2 separate regions of the Cricetulus griseus genome follow, and region 1 is linked to region 2. Evidence: chromatin contacts called from public Hi-C data. All regions are on one chromosome and are shown on one strand. The core of a region is the stretch at or near the end of the contact, and the rest is flanking DNA. Distances in the headings are between cores, read along the strand shown.

Region 1 (5,756 bases), core at 1,904-4,403, 130 kb after region 2:
CATGCAGCATCAACAGTAAAGAATTAAAAAAAAAAAGAACAGGATGATGACTTTAATTATATTCACAAATATTCCTGAAAACCCCTACATTGGAAGACTCTAGGCTTTTCCCAACTAAAAGAGTAAAAGGCAGCACAAGCCTCCACTCTAAATCACCTTTCATTTGTTTTTTAAAAACAGTTTACAGACCCCCCTCCCGACCACACCCCATCGCCGCCACCGCCCCATTTCCATCAAGACAGAGCTAGCTCATCTGCACTATTTTTTGCAAAAATACTCCCCCCTCTTCCCACATAAATCTGAAGGGTTTTAAAAATCTTTTTCTTTTAAAATATACTTTTGTTTTGGTACTCAGATCACAAAGCATTCCTCCCCCTTTTACCTTTCCTCAAGGCTATAATCAATATCTGTAAAAGTTAAAATTGGTTTCCACAGACGAATTGATTTCAAAGCAAACACCATCCTAATGAGCAAAACTCACATAAATTAAGTTTAAAGGGCACTATTGGGGGGGTTCCCATGAAGGGAACACAGAGCACTAGTCGGGGTCTTCAGTGTTCTAATCTTAGCAATGTCAAAAGTTCTGACAGCTGTTTTTTATAGACAGCATTAAACCCGTGCCTCAGTTTCCACGTTTGTGAGAATAGAAAATTGGGCTGAAAATAACTGTAAAGGGTTCTCATGGTTCTGTAATTAACTTAATTTACATGGCAAAAGTTAAAATGGGCTCAAGAAAAGGGGGTTGGGGAATTCAGTTTCCTTTGTGGGGAATTATTTCATTTTAAGGAATGTAAAATATTGCCAATGGCCAGGGCAACAGATTTCTATGCCAAAGGTCATCAGTTAATTGTGGCACAATGCAGCCATGTAGACTAGGAGACTTGAGAAGAGGCAGGGTGGGTCAGAACAATAGTCTCAAATGAGTGGGGTCACTTGAAATCACTGTAAAGACACAAGAAAAAAGGTGTTAGAAATTTAATGTGTCATTAACATCACCCTGGAGTTAAATCAGTAGTCACATCAGTAAGGATACAACATATAGAAGACTCTAGACTTTTTCCAGGTGTGTACTTTGAAGTCAAAGTGTTGTAGCATATTAATATTTACAGCCTAATTATGCCTTTAGAAGTTTTAGACTCCACATTTATATCCTCTAATTACTAAAACTGCAAATGATCAACACCAAGGAGAGTTATTTTCACTTATTAATAATTTTCTGCTTTACTAAATCTGGCCCAGGGAGAACAAAGACTTGACCCCATCCAAAAAGATCAAACCGAACGGCACCACAAATAACAACAGCCTCCTACATTTTATTTTTTGATAATTAAACTATTTTGTTGAAATGTGACCATCCATGCTCCCAGCATATTCACAAATTTATCCAGATAGCCAAAATACCAAGAAGTGGAAAGCTTCCATTCTAATTAATGGTGTGTAATGTTTTCGTGGTCATCTCAACAATTTTGTGAGTGTGTGTGTGTGAGCCTGTGTGCTTGTTGACCCCCACCCCACCCAGCACCTCAAAAGAAAAAAGGGAGTTTGGGGATCCCACTCCCTCCTTCTCTCTCTTCCTCTTTCTTTCTTTCTTTCTTTCTTTCTTTCTCTCTTTCTTTCTTTCTTTCTTTCCTTCTTTCTTTCTTGCCAAGGAGGAAAACCCGCAGTGAAAAAAAGAGAAGAAAAACCAAACAACCAAATGTCACTTGACAAACAACTAATTAATGTCTTGTCATCAGCTTCCACCCAGGAAAGTCTTCCCAGAGCGCTTATCCCCCCCACCTTGAAAAGGACAAAAAATTTTAAAACGCCATTTCGAAACCAAGAAGCCATTTACAGACAAATGTCATTTTCCAGTTTATCTTATTTGTGAGTCTTTTAAAAATACGTTTTTATTTTATTTTTCACTTTTGTGTTTTCACTCTGAAGGAGGCCCACTAACAGGAAAATGTGTGTGTTAATTGCTTGTTACATGGGTGGGGGCACAGCTGGGGCGGGGGGGGGGCAGCTGCTACCATTTAGTGAATCTTCTTTGCTTTTCAAAAACCCTGCAAGTCTAGAAGGGGGAAAAAGGTCACACTGTAAAATGACGTGTCATTTGGCTTCACTGGGCACTCTGCGTACTATTTTTTTTTTTTTTGTATTTTTATTTTTTGGTGTTTTTTTTTTATTTGATTCTTCTTCTCTTCCTTCCACGGCCTGGCCTGGCCCAGGACACGTCTGCTCCGCACACAGTCAGTCCTGCCCGAATCGCCCCGAGTCGCGCCCAGAGTCCGCCACGCTCCCTCCTCCCTCGCCCCCCCCACTTCGGCGCCACGACTCGCCCGCGCCCCCTCCCCCCCTCTGCACCACCTTTACCGCCCTGTCCTTTCCTAGGGGCTGATGTCACTCGCCCCCCCACTCCAGGCAGCCACTTCCCTCGCCAAAGCCTCCCTGGCCGAGGCCCCCGAGTCCCCCTGTTGCCCTTGCCTCTCTCTCTGGACCCCCTCCCGACAAAGAGCGCTCCCCAGCAAGGCGGGTCCCCCTTCTTGGGCCCGCCAGCCCGTTTCCTGTCCCTGGCCCTACTCTGTCGCAGTCAGAGGGGCCCCGTGGGCCTCCCCTCCCCCTCCAACACGCACCCCGGCCCCTGGCACCGTGTAGGCCTCGCGCCTACCAGGAGCCAGGGGTGGGGGGGTGAGGACAGCTAAGGGGACGAGACTGAGCGAGGGGGACCCACGCCCTGTTTGCAGCCCCCGCCCGGCCGAATTTCGCCCAGGGGTCCCCCTGACGGCCTCGCCCCCCGCACACACACCGCCCAGCGGGCCAAAGGGCCCGGGAAAGAGCGCCAGAGCGCTAGGGCGAGGGGCGGGCTCGGCGCGCGCGGCCTTGCGGGTGCCCTGCGGGGCTCCCAGGCCGGGCCGGCGCCCCCCGCCCCGCCCTTACCCAGCAGCAGCAGGCGGTGCGTGGCCCGGTAGACCTGCTTGTCCTTCTGCAGCTGCTTCTCGATCTTTTTGTTGGCCTCGCGCTGCGCCTTCTCCTCGTTGCGCTGGTCCTCGGTCTTACTGTTGCCGAGGCAGCCCATGGCGGCGACGGGGCGCGGCCGGGCTACGGGGCGGCGGGGACGGGGCGGGCGGCCTCAGGCGGGCCGGGAAAGCGGGGAACACGGGGAGGGTGGCGGCTCGGACTAAGGCAAGCGCGCGGCTCTCCGCTCCTCGCTCCGGGGCCGAAGCGGAGCAGAGCAGGAGCCGCGGGAGCTGCTGCCGCCGCCGCCGCCGCCGCCGCTCTTATTGCCTCGGCCCGGGCCCGACGCCCCGACCCAAAAGCGCCACGGCGGGCGGGGGGAGCGGGGGGGAGGCGGAGGCGACCGCGGCGAAGGGGGTGGAAAGAGGAGGAGGAGGAGGAGGGCCGCGGCTCGGAGGGCGGGGCGGGCGCAGGGAGGCGGTGCCCGGAGGCCGGGCCGGGTCCCTGCACCCACCTTCAGCCCGGGCCGGGATGCACAGTGGGGTCGCCTCCTCACCCCACCCGCGGCTTGGGGCCGGGGCCTGGCCGCGCGGCGGGGGGAGAGGGGGCGGCCCCGCGGTGGTGACGACCCCTCACACGATGCCAGCGCTCCACCCCCGGGCCGGGCGGCCCGGATCCCCCTCCTCCTGCTGCAGGGCGGGCGGGCGCCGCCAAGGGGCCGGGGTGGGCGGAAAGGGAGGGAGCGCGGGCCTGGACTTAGGAAAATTTCGAAAAGGAGAGAGAGAGACACTGAGAGAGCCAGAGAGCAGGGAGTGTGGAAAAAAGCAAGGAGAGCACGAAGCCAAGGACAAAGCAACCGAAAAGGAAAATGTGTCCACACACAAGCACTAATAAAGACCCACACTACACGGCAATGGTGGTGGTGGTGGAAGTGGTGGTGGTGGTGGTGGTGGTGGTGGTGGTGGTGGTGGTGGTCGATGTCGATGTCGATGTGGATGACGATGGTGATGATGGGGGTGGGGGGTCTGACTAGATGAGCCGCTCGTCGCGCCCCCGGCGCCCGGTGCCCCTGGCCCGGGATCGCCCACGGCCTCTGCCTCCGCGCTTGGTGCGGCCACTCAGGAAGGAGAAGAAGGCGCAGCCCAGGAACACTCGGAAGCAGCAGGTCGCCCCGAACACGAAGCCACAGCCACGGCCCTGATCTGTGCGGCGCTGCAGCAGGAAGTTGAGCACCCACGAGGGGCTTCGCACGGAGAACACCAGGAACACCACGAGGGGCATGTGCACGCTGACTACTCCAGCCTTCTCAGGCCCGGGCCGCCACACGACGCCTCCAACTCGAGGAGGCGCATAGTAGGCATCTTCTTCGCCCGAGTCAGTGTCCCACTCGGCCCAGGCCCTACTCACGCCCCCGCCGACGGCGCCCCCTCCGCGCCGCGGCGCCCGCCGCGGCGCCCCCGTCTGCGCCTGCGGTGGCGGCGGCGGCGGCGACCTTTGGGCCTCGGAACTGCACCTGGGGTTCTGGCACATTCTTCTTCTTCTTCTTCAACATCTTCTCGATCTTCTTCCTCTCCTTCTCTCTCTTCTTCTCCTCTTTTTTCTTCTGCTCTAGCAACTTCTTCTCTAGCTTCTTTCGCTCTTTGTCGGTTAGCAACTTTTCGGGCGGCACATCGCGCACGGCGTTCACGCGGATCTTGACGGACTTGGGGGGCTTCTCGGGGACCTTGTTCTTCTGCGAAGCGAGCGGCTCTGCCAGCGCCGCAGCCGCCACGGCAGCTTCGGCAGCCACTTCGGCGGCAGCCGCGGCTGTCTTCCTCTCTCTCTGGGCCGCTCGGGCTCTCAGCTTCATGGCCATCTTCAGCATGGTGACCGGACCACCTCGGGGAGCTGGGCTCGCGCCTGGCCCGGGCGGTCTGCTTTGCCCCGGCCTCGGGCTTCGCGGCTCCTGTGCGCCCCGTGTCGTGGGGCTCCGTTGCAGTCTCCGCTGTGCTGTCCTGGGGCCACCGAGTCCGGCTTCCCCGGGCTTCGACCGTAGGGGGCTGCTGAGCTGGCTGCCTAAGAGTTAGCGTCAAATAGGATGAGCAAACGAAAAAGGGGGCGAGAACACACCAAAAAGCACCCAACAACAGGGAGAAAACAAAAAGCACCAAGAAATGCCCAACAACACACAAAGGGAAAAAAAAATAAAGAAAATAAAAACAACACGAGAAAAAGAAAAGTGGAAAGGTGCAAATGACAACAGTTTGCTGTTACCCTTAGGCGCTCCTTGGGTTAGCTCTTGGGGACGCCAATGGAGAGGAGAAAAGAGAGAAGAGAGAGAATTGGAGGATGCCCGGGAGGCGCGAGGCAGGACAGCGGCGCCAGACGCCCCTGCCCTGTCCCGGCTCTTGCCCGGTGGCTCTTGCCCGTGCCAGGCACCTCGCACTTGGGCGGGAAGCCCCCGCGCTCCCCGACTTACATGTGAGTGAGATGCACTCACACGCAAGGCAGTGCCTGCCTCTCTGCCCGCCGCCGCCCCGAGCTGGGACAAGGGTTCGCTCCAGCCGGTGCTGCAGCTCCAAGCCCGAGAGCAGGGAGCCGGCGAGCGCCGCTGGGCCAGCCACTTGACACAGCCCGCTCCGCGGTGCCGACGCGACTGACTGTCCCCGCTGTGGAGCGGGTTTTTCTAACCAGCCTGATGACGCCCCAGCCACTTCAGAGGACGAACCCATAAGCAATCGCCCCTATAAACCGAAGGGGAAGCGCGAAAAATCGGCCCACCGGGGACGCGTCCAAATGGACTGCGCCGCAGGCGGGGGTCAAGGGCGGGTGCGACGGTA
Region 2 (6,336 bases), core at 606-3,105:
AGGGACAAGCGATCTGTCCCTGAGGTTTAGTTAGCCTCTAACACCCCCTCTTATTCTGGCTGCCATTTCCTTTATGTACACACTTGCTCCCAGTAACAATAAATGTATTGCACTTTTTAAGGGCCGAGAAGCAATGGAATGGGTGATCCATAAACTGAACGCTGAGATTGAAGACTTGGCAGCATCAGCAAGAGGAAGCATACGGACGCCGATGGCAGCCGCGGCAGCCTTGGTGGAAAAATGACAGTGGAGATGGGTGTGCAGCTTCAGGGCCCCAGGACTCTCCAAGCTGACATCATATTTATTTGTTATTTAAAAGATACGGCTATTTTAGGTAGAGTTTATTATTTCTTTTTTTTAATGAGCTGGGGTAAGGCTGTGACTTTTGATCAAAGCAAAAGATGGAGAGTTTCTAAATCAAAGTGATTGTCTGAGGTGGAAGGGCTTGAGGGAGCTGACTGGAGAGTCTTGTGTTCGTGTGAACAATTCATGGGTTTGTTTGTTTTTTGTTTAAGTACTTAGAAGAAATCGATGTTGACCTCAAGTCTCCTTAGGTAGAATCTTAGAGCCTGTCAGGGACTGGAACAGTATCTGGGTATGGACCAACCAGAAGAAAGGCCGGCCGCCCTCAAGTCCACACAGTTGCCCGCTGCTGTGAACTGGAACCACCTGCCCGAGGAACTCACTTTAAAAAAAGAAACTGTATAATTTCAAATGCCATTAATTTGTATAAAATAACTTGCCCTCTTGGAAACCAGTGTTTGGATTTGGTACTTAAATGATATTTTTGGAGTGCAAATTAGCACTAAGGTGATATATGACTCCAGCAAAAAAAAAAAAAAAAAAAAAAAAGTATTTTATTGTATTAACGGGTACTGTATTAATTTGCCAAAGTTTTGTGACTTAGTAAAGGCATTCCCTTCCTTGAATTTGTACTTTGTGATTTCGCATGCTGTACTGTGGGCTGGTTATGTTAACTGAAAAATAAAGTCATTACCTGAGTGTCGTATCACTCTTAAACAGAACACTGAGACAGAAGAGCGGCTGTTACATCTCATAGCATTTCACATTTACTTATAAATTGCCACATGTCAAAATCATGGCTTTGCAATTGCTAGGGCATGATAAGTCGAGTTATTTGAATATAATTACATTTGGAGGTAATTATGACCACAAAACATCTTTCATGTGAAGAGCTGTCTATCATTTGAGGCGACTCAGATGTCATCACCTAGATCCTGGTCCTTTCATCTTTCCAGCGGGGTGTTGGGTGAGAAGCACAGGGGGTGGGAGGGAACACCAGAGAACACCACAGGCTGTGGGGGGCACTAATGGTCTTTGCTGTGGTGCCTGTGTCGGGGTGGTTGGTTTTCTCGGAGGCAGTGAACCGGCAAACAGCACCACAGAGCCCTCTAAGCGGCGCTGGGATGCTGGCTTAGGACCCCTCTGGACGTTTGTAAGGACAGGTGACCTCTAAAGGCATGTTTTAGATGTCAGGAGGACACTACTAGGTGTCAGCGGTGTGTCGCACGCCCGCAGGGATGGCTACGCTGAAGCTCCAGTTGAGCATCATGCGCATCTTCACTTTGCAGCACGGCTGTCCTCGGTGGCTGTCCACAGCACCGCACAGCCAGCAGCGTCAGGGGCCCTCCGTCCCGCCCCGTGCATCCCTGCCTGCCGATTGGCTGTCCTGACTGCCAGTCCCCGGGGGCCACGCCCCCTGCCGCAGCACCTGGGAAGGTGACCGGGAGGCCGCGGCCTCACTTTCCCAGGTGTCCACGCGCCCGCGGCTTCCGGAAGCCGCTCGGCCAATGGGAGGGCGAGGCCGGCGCCCCGATTGGCTCCGGGCCGTGACTGACGGGTCCGCGCGTCCCGCCCCTTCCGCTACTCCCGAGGCCTGACCTTCCCGCGGCCGGTCCCGGCTGAGGCGACTCTGAAAGCCCCCCCAGCGGTCCTGCCCGACGCGCCGCGCTCGCGACACCATGGTGGCGTACTGGCGGCAGGCCGGACTCAGGTATTCCCGGGCGGGCGGCGCTGGGGAGGCCGGACGGCCAGCCCCGCGCGCGACGGCCAAGCCACGCGGCGGCCCGCCAAGATGGCGTCGCCGTGGACAAGGCTCTCCGCGGGGTCAGGGGTCACGGGCGCCAAGCAGAGGTGGTCGCCACGAGGGCCGAGTGCACGGCACCCCCGGGCTGGGCGGGCTCCCCTCCCCTGCACAGAGGCCGGCGGGGGCCACCGTGACCTTCCCCGAGTCAGAGGCCTGGGGCCTGACAGAGGTCAGGCGAGCTTTGGTGGAGGGAAACGGTGTGGGCCCAGGTCAGGTCACCTCCCGTCCTCCTCCCAGCCCCCGCAGGCCGGGTCTCAAGTTTATTCTGCTGCTTTGCAGGTGCATAAGGAAAAGTTAAACCCCTGGCTCCCCGAGTGCCAGCCCCCCACCTCAATCCTAAAGCAGGAGAAACAGCCACCACCCATCCCTGATTTCAGAAGGTGTGAAAAGTGACATCTTTTGGAATCAGGTGTTGACAGACCAATGTCTACCAGACAGGAAGCTGGCTGGCTGGCCTGAGCCCCCTTGGCTGTACTTGATGCTCTCTGAGAACTTTTAGTTCAGTTTGGAATCCTTGTTAGGTATTGACAGACAAAAGGCAAAAGTCTAATGTTTTCAGGACCGCCTTTAGATACTTGGCCTTACAAAGCACTGTTTTAATTCAGAAGTTTCATATATGTTTATACACACACACACACATATGTACATGTATGCTGTAAGAATAGTGGAATAATGTAATTAAAACATACAGAAATGAGCTGGGGAATCAATCATGTGGGAGCGGGGTTCACACAATGCTCTATTTCCTACACTGGGTTTTTTTTGTTTTTTGTTTGTTTGTTTGTTTTAACCCTTCATTTTAAATTAATCTGAAAAGGTACGACCTCTCAGTAAAATACCAGCTAACCTGGGGTCACATTTCTCATTGTCCCCTTTGTATCATTAGTTTTGGTATTGTCCAGTTTTCAATCCAATTTTGCCATTGTGAGTAACCAAAATTAATAGTAAGGGAAGAAAACCAAGATGTCCCACACAGTGACACCACCGTGTCACTGTTGGTAACCAGGCTTTCATCCTCTCTCACTTTGCCAGCTATATCCGGTTCTCCCAGATCTGTGCGAAGGCAGTGAGGGATGCCCTGAAGACCGAGTTCAAGGCCAACGCTGAGAAGACTTCTGGGAGCAGCATAAAGATCGTGAAGGTGAAGAAGGAGTAGTCGGTGAGTCTCTGGTTTGTTGGGGTCACCTCTTCAAGTTTTTAGAGCTTACCACAGCTCACTCTAGTGTGACACTGCCTCTCGGTTAGTTGGTGGCTGTGGACCCTGGTTAGTGCGGCAGTGATTTAGAGTGCGCTGGTCTTAGACATCTGCTGGCATGATGAAAGATGGCCCTGTGCAGGGCTGACAAGCAGAATAATTGGCACATTGATTTTCAGTGCAGTTAGCAACCCTCAGATAGAAAGCCATCTCATTTTAATTAAACCTGGTTCATCTGTCTGCACAAAATCAAATAATTGGGAGGAGAAGCTCCCCTTTCATAATTGCTATTGGAGTTATGTAACGGGTCTTGAGCATGAAAAGTGGCGGTTCCTTGCATGTTCCTCCCCCATAGCTGCTGGTACCCTCACACATAGCTTCTTCCTGAACATACGGGCACACCTGCAGGTGGGGGCTTGCTGTTTTATCAAGCAAGAAGGGCTGCCAGCCCTAGGTGAGCCCTGTTGGGAACATAAAGTTGCAATCTTGTGCTGTGGCGGGGAGTTCAGACTGCAGTTCTCCAGACTGATTTGATCTCCCAGCTACTTTACTTACATTGTCATTTCAGAGATAAGCGTGGCACATTATCAGAGAGATGTTCTTCATATTTCTTTTGCTTCTGCAAGGTGTCTGTCCAGCACTCGTGCTCCAAGGCCTGTGCTGTGAGCAATTTGCCTGATTGAGACTCTCCCCCCTAAGTAATTTTCATTTTCATCTTGAATTTAGCAAATAAGTTTATTACAAACCAGGGAGTACAGTGTTTGAGTTGAACCCCTTTTCTTGGGTCTTTCTAATCGCAGAATTTGGGCATATAAAACCTCTTTATGTTGGGCTGTTGGTTGTCCACAGTGAGCTGAGTGAGAACATCTCACCCTCTTGCAGTCACACTGTGCCCATCTGTGACTGACTCCTCTGGTTTTGTCAGAGCCTTGGACTCAACGAGGCATGTCCGGCTCCTACAAACAAAGTATGGCCCCTATTTAATGTCTTGCAACATGCCAGTCTGCTGGCATGGGGGCAGAGGGCTATAGGACAAAGCTGTTCCTGTCACGGTAGAAGTGATTTACTCAAGGACGTGCCTGTTGCAGGCTGTGTGCTCACAGGCAGCCCAGGCTTATGATTGCTGATGCAAGTAGGTTCTCTTGTTCATGGTGGACATGAAGAAGACACAGCAAACTAGAAACTGTTGCATTTTCTTTTTTCTTCCTAGACCCTGACTGAAGCATGAACTGCTGAGCCTTGAAGGTGAAGATGGAGCTGTGGGTACCTGTTATGTTTTTGGCAGATTGAAATCAACCTCACCTCCTGGGCACAAGACCATGTGTCTTGCTGATAATTTGATGATGTGAATAAATTGACATGCTTCACTCTCTGTTGGGTTTGGTTTCTGTAACAGTGGTGTTGAGTGTGACCATGTGAACCAGGGTTTCTCTGAAGGCTGGGAGGCTTAGATCCGATGACCAGTGGGGCTACTGGAAGGAACCACTGCTTAAATGTATCCAAGTATATGTTTGTCGTGGCATAATTGATGAAAATTTGACACTGTCATGGAGGTTGTGTTGTGTCTAGTCTCTGAATTGAATTCACATTAAAGCTGTGGCTCTAGGTGGTTCCGATTAATCCCTAACCCAAATGAAAACAATTAGAACACACATTAGAGGAACAAATTGTATACCTCATCTTGGTTCACACACAACTGTTGAGAGGAGCCATTAACATTAGACTTTATCTAGACAAAATGCCTTTCACCTTTTATTATTTTCTGGGTGCATTTCTCACCGGCAATGAGGCAGAGCCAGTCAATACCTTGTGTCCTGTGTTGATGCAATTAAAACCTGTGATTCTTAACCAGTCTGGGCGCAGTAAATAGGACAGTCTGATGATATTTGAATGGCCATTCATTTTTTACTTAAATGTTTAGGAACAAAGTGATTTGTTTTTGACTTTATTATAACATGGACACTCTTGGCTGTAAGTAGAGCCACTGCTTGTAACTTTCTGGAGAGCAGAAAAGCAACCACGATCCATGCTTCAGCTCACATGAGGCTGAAGACAACGAAAGCATCTTTGCTCTTGGCTCCTGGGGGCTGCTCCATGTCCTCAATACACTTGACCTATGGGTTTTATTAGATTCTCTGCACAGGGTGCTCAAGGAGAGAGAGCAGATTTAATGGGACAGTAGTGTCTCTGAAAGGGTAGGAGCACTAGAATCTGCCTGGGGTTGAAGTTCTGTTGTTAGGAAGTTGCAACTCCATACCACCTTCTCCAAGATTGATGTCCCAAGAAGCATCTCCCATTACCAGGAATGGAAACAGCTGACTCACAGGCCATAGGACAACTATGATAACTAATAAGCAAAGGGCTAAAGGATTTCCAGCTTTGGAAATCACTTAGTAGGGGAACCACTGGGTTAAAGTTACCAAATAAGAGTTGACAGTCCATCAAAGATTCTGAGAGTCTGAGAATTGACAGTCCATCAAAAGTTCTGAGACTCTGATCTAATAAGATTAAAGAGTCAACACTGGGATGAAATAAACACAGGCCAGCACCTCAGGGTGACACAGGACAGCTTGTCAAGTAATGAGGTCCTCAGCCAGCTACTATTGGCCTGTTACTAACCAGTGGCGCCGTGAGACAGAGCAAAGGGATCTTTGAAATCTTAGGACTCTGTTGGTTTCAGCTACACCAGTGTATCCATGGCAACCATAACACTGAAGGGACCAAGTATCCCTGGGCTTTTAGTCAGTTGGTGGTTTAGTCCACTTGTGCCATTAGAACAGTTAGGAGGTGAGACACATCAGTCTGAATGGTCAGACTCCCAAGAAAAGGAGTTTGCTAAGTCAGAGACACGATGGTTTAGTCATTTAAAATGGGATTTATTTGCACTTTAATGATTATTAGTGAACAAGTCTTCAGTCATGAACATTTTAGAAAGAATGTGAGTCTCTTTCTTGCATCTGTGTAATTGCCTTTTGAGGTTCAGAATGAAAGTACCCAGGTAAGCGTGCAGCTCGGTTAGCATCCAAGAGTGGAG

What was found. A called contact is a pair of places that touch in the nucleus more often than the background predicts.
Region 1: a Hi-C map of fibroblasts shows a contact between it and region 2, with 2.1 times the contacts expected there. The contact joins the promoter of Gnas here to the promoter of Atp5f1e in region 2. A contact is called at or near these places in 5 of 8 Hi-C or Micro-C datasets (the CHL-YN cell line, the CHO-K1 cell line, fibroblasts and 1 more).

What each region holds. Positions count from the first base shown.
Region 1 is chr6:4,740,772-4,746,527 of CriGri-PICRH-1.0, forward strand. It overlaps Gnas (GNAS complex locus), which reads right to left and starts at 3,154. Exons shown (of 12, transcript NM_001244053.1): 1 at 2,920-3,154. The coding sequence starts at 3,058. It overlaps LOC113831188 (translation initiation factor IF-2-like), which reads right to left. Exons shown (of 4, transcript XM_035446568.1): 2 at 5,645-5,756; 3 at 5,191-5,585; 4 at 4,311-4,992. The coding sequence ends at 4,337.
Region 2 is chr6:4,613,241-4,619,576 of CriGri-PICRH-1.0, forward strand. It overlaps Atp5f1e (ATP synthase subunit epsilon, mitochondrial), which reads left to right and starts at 1,856. Exons shown (of 3, transcript XM_027419855.2): 1 at 1,856-2,014; 2 at 3,140-3,266; 3 at 4,513-4,674. The coding sequence starts at 1,983. The coding sequence ends at 3,263. Prelid3b (PRELI domain containing 3B) reads left to right here. Exons shown (of 6, transcript NM_001246785.1): 6 at 122-759. The coding sequence ends at 244. It overlaps Tubb1 (tubulin beta-1 chain), which reads right to left. Exons shown (of 5, transcript XM_035446378.1): 5 at 6,173-6,336.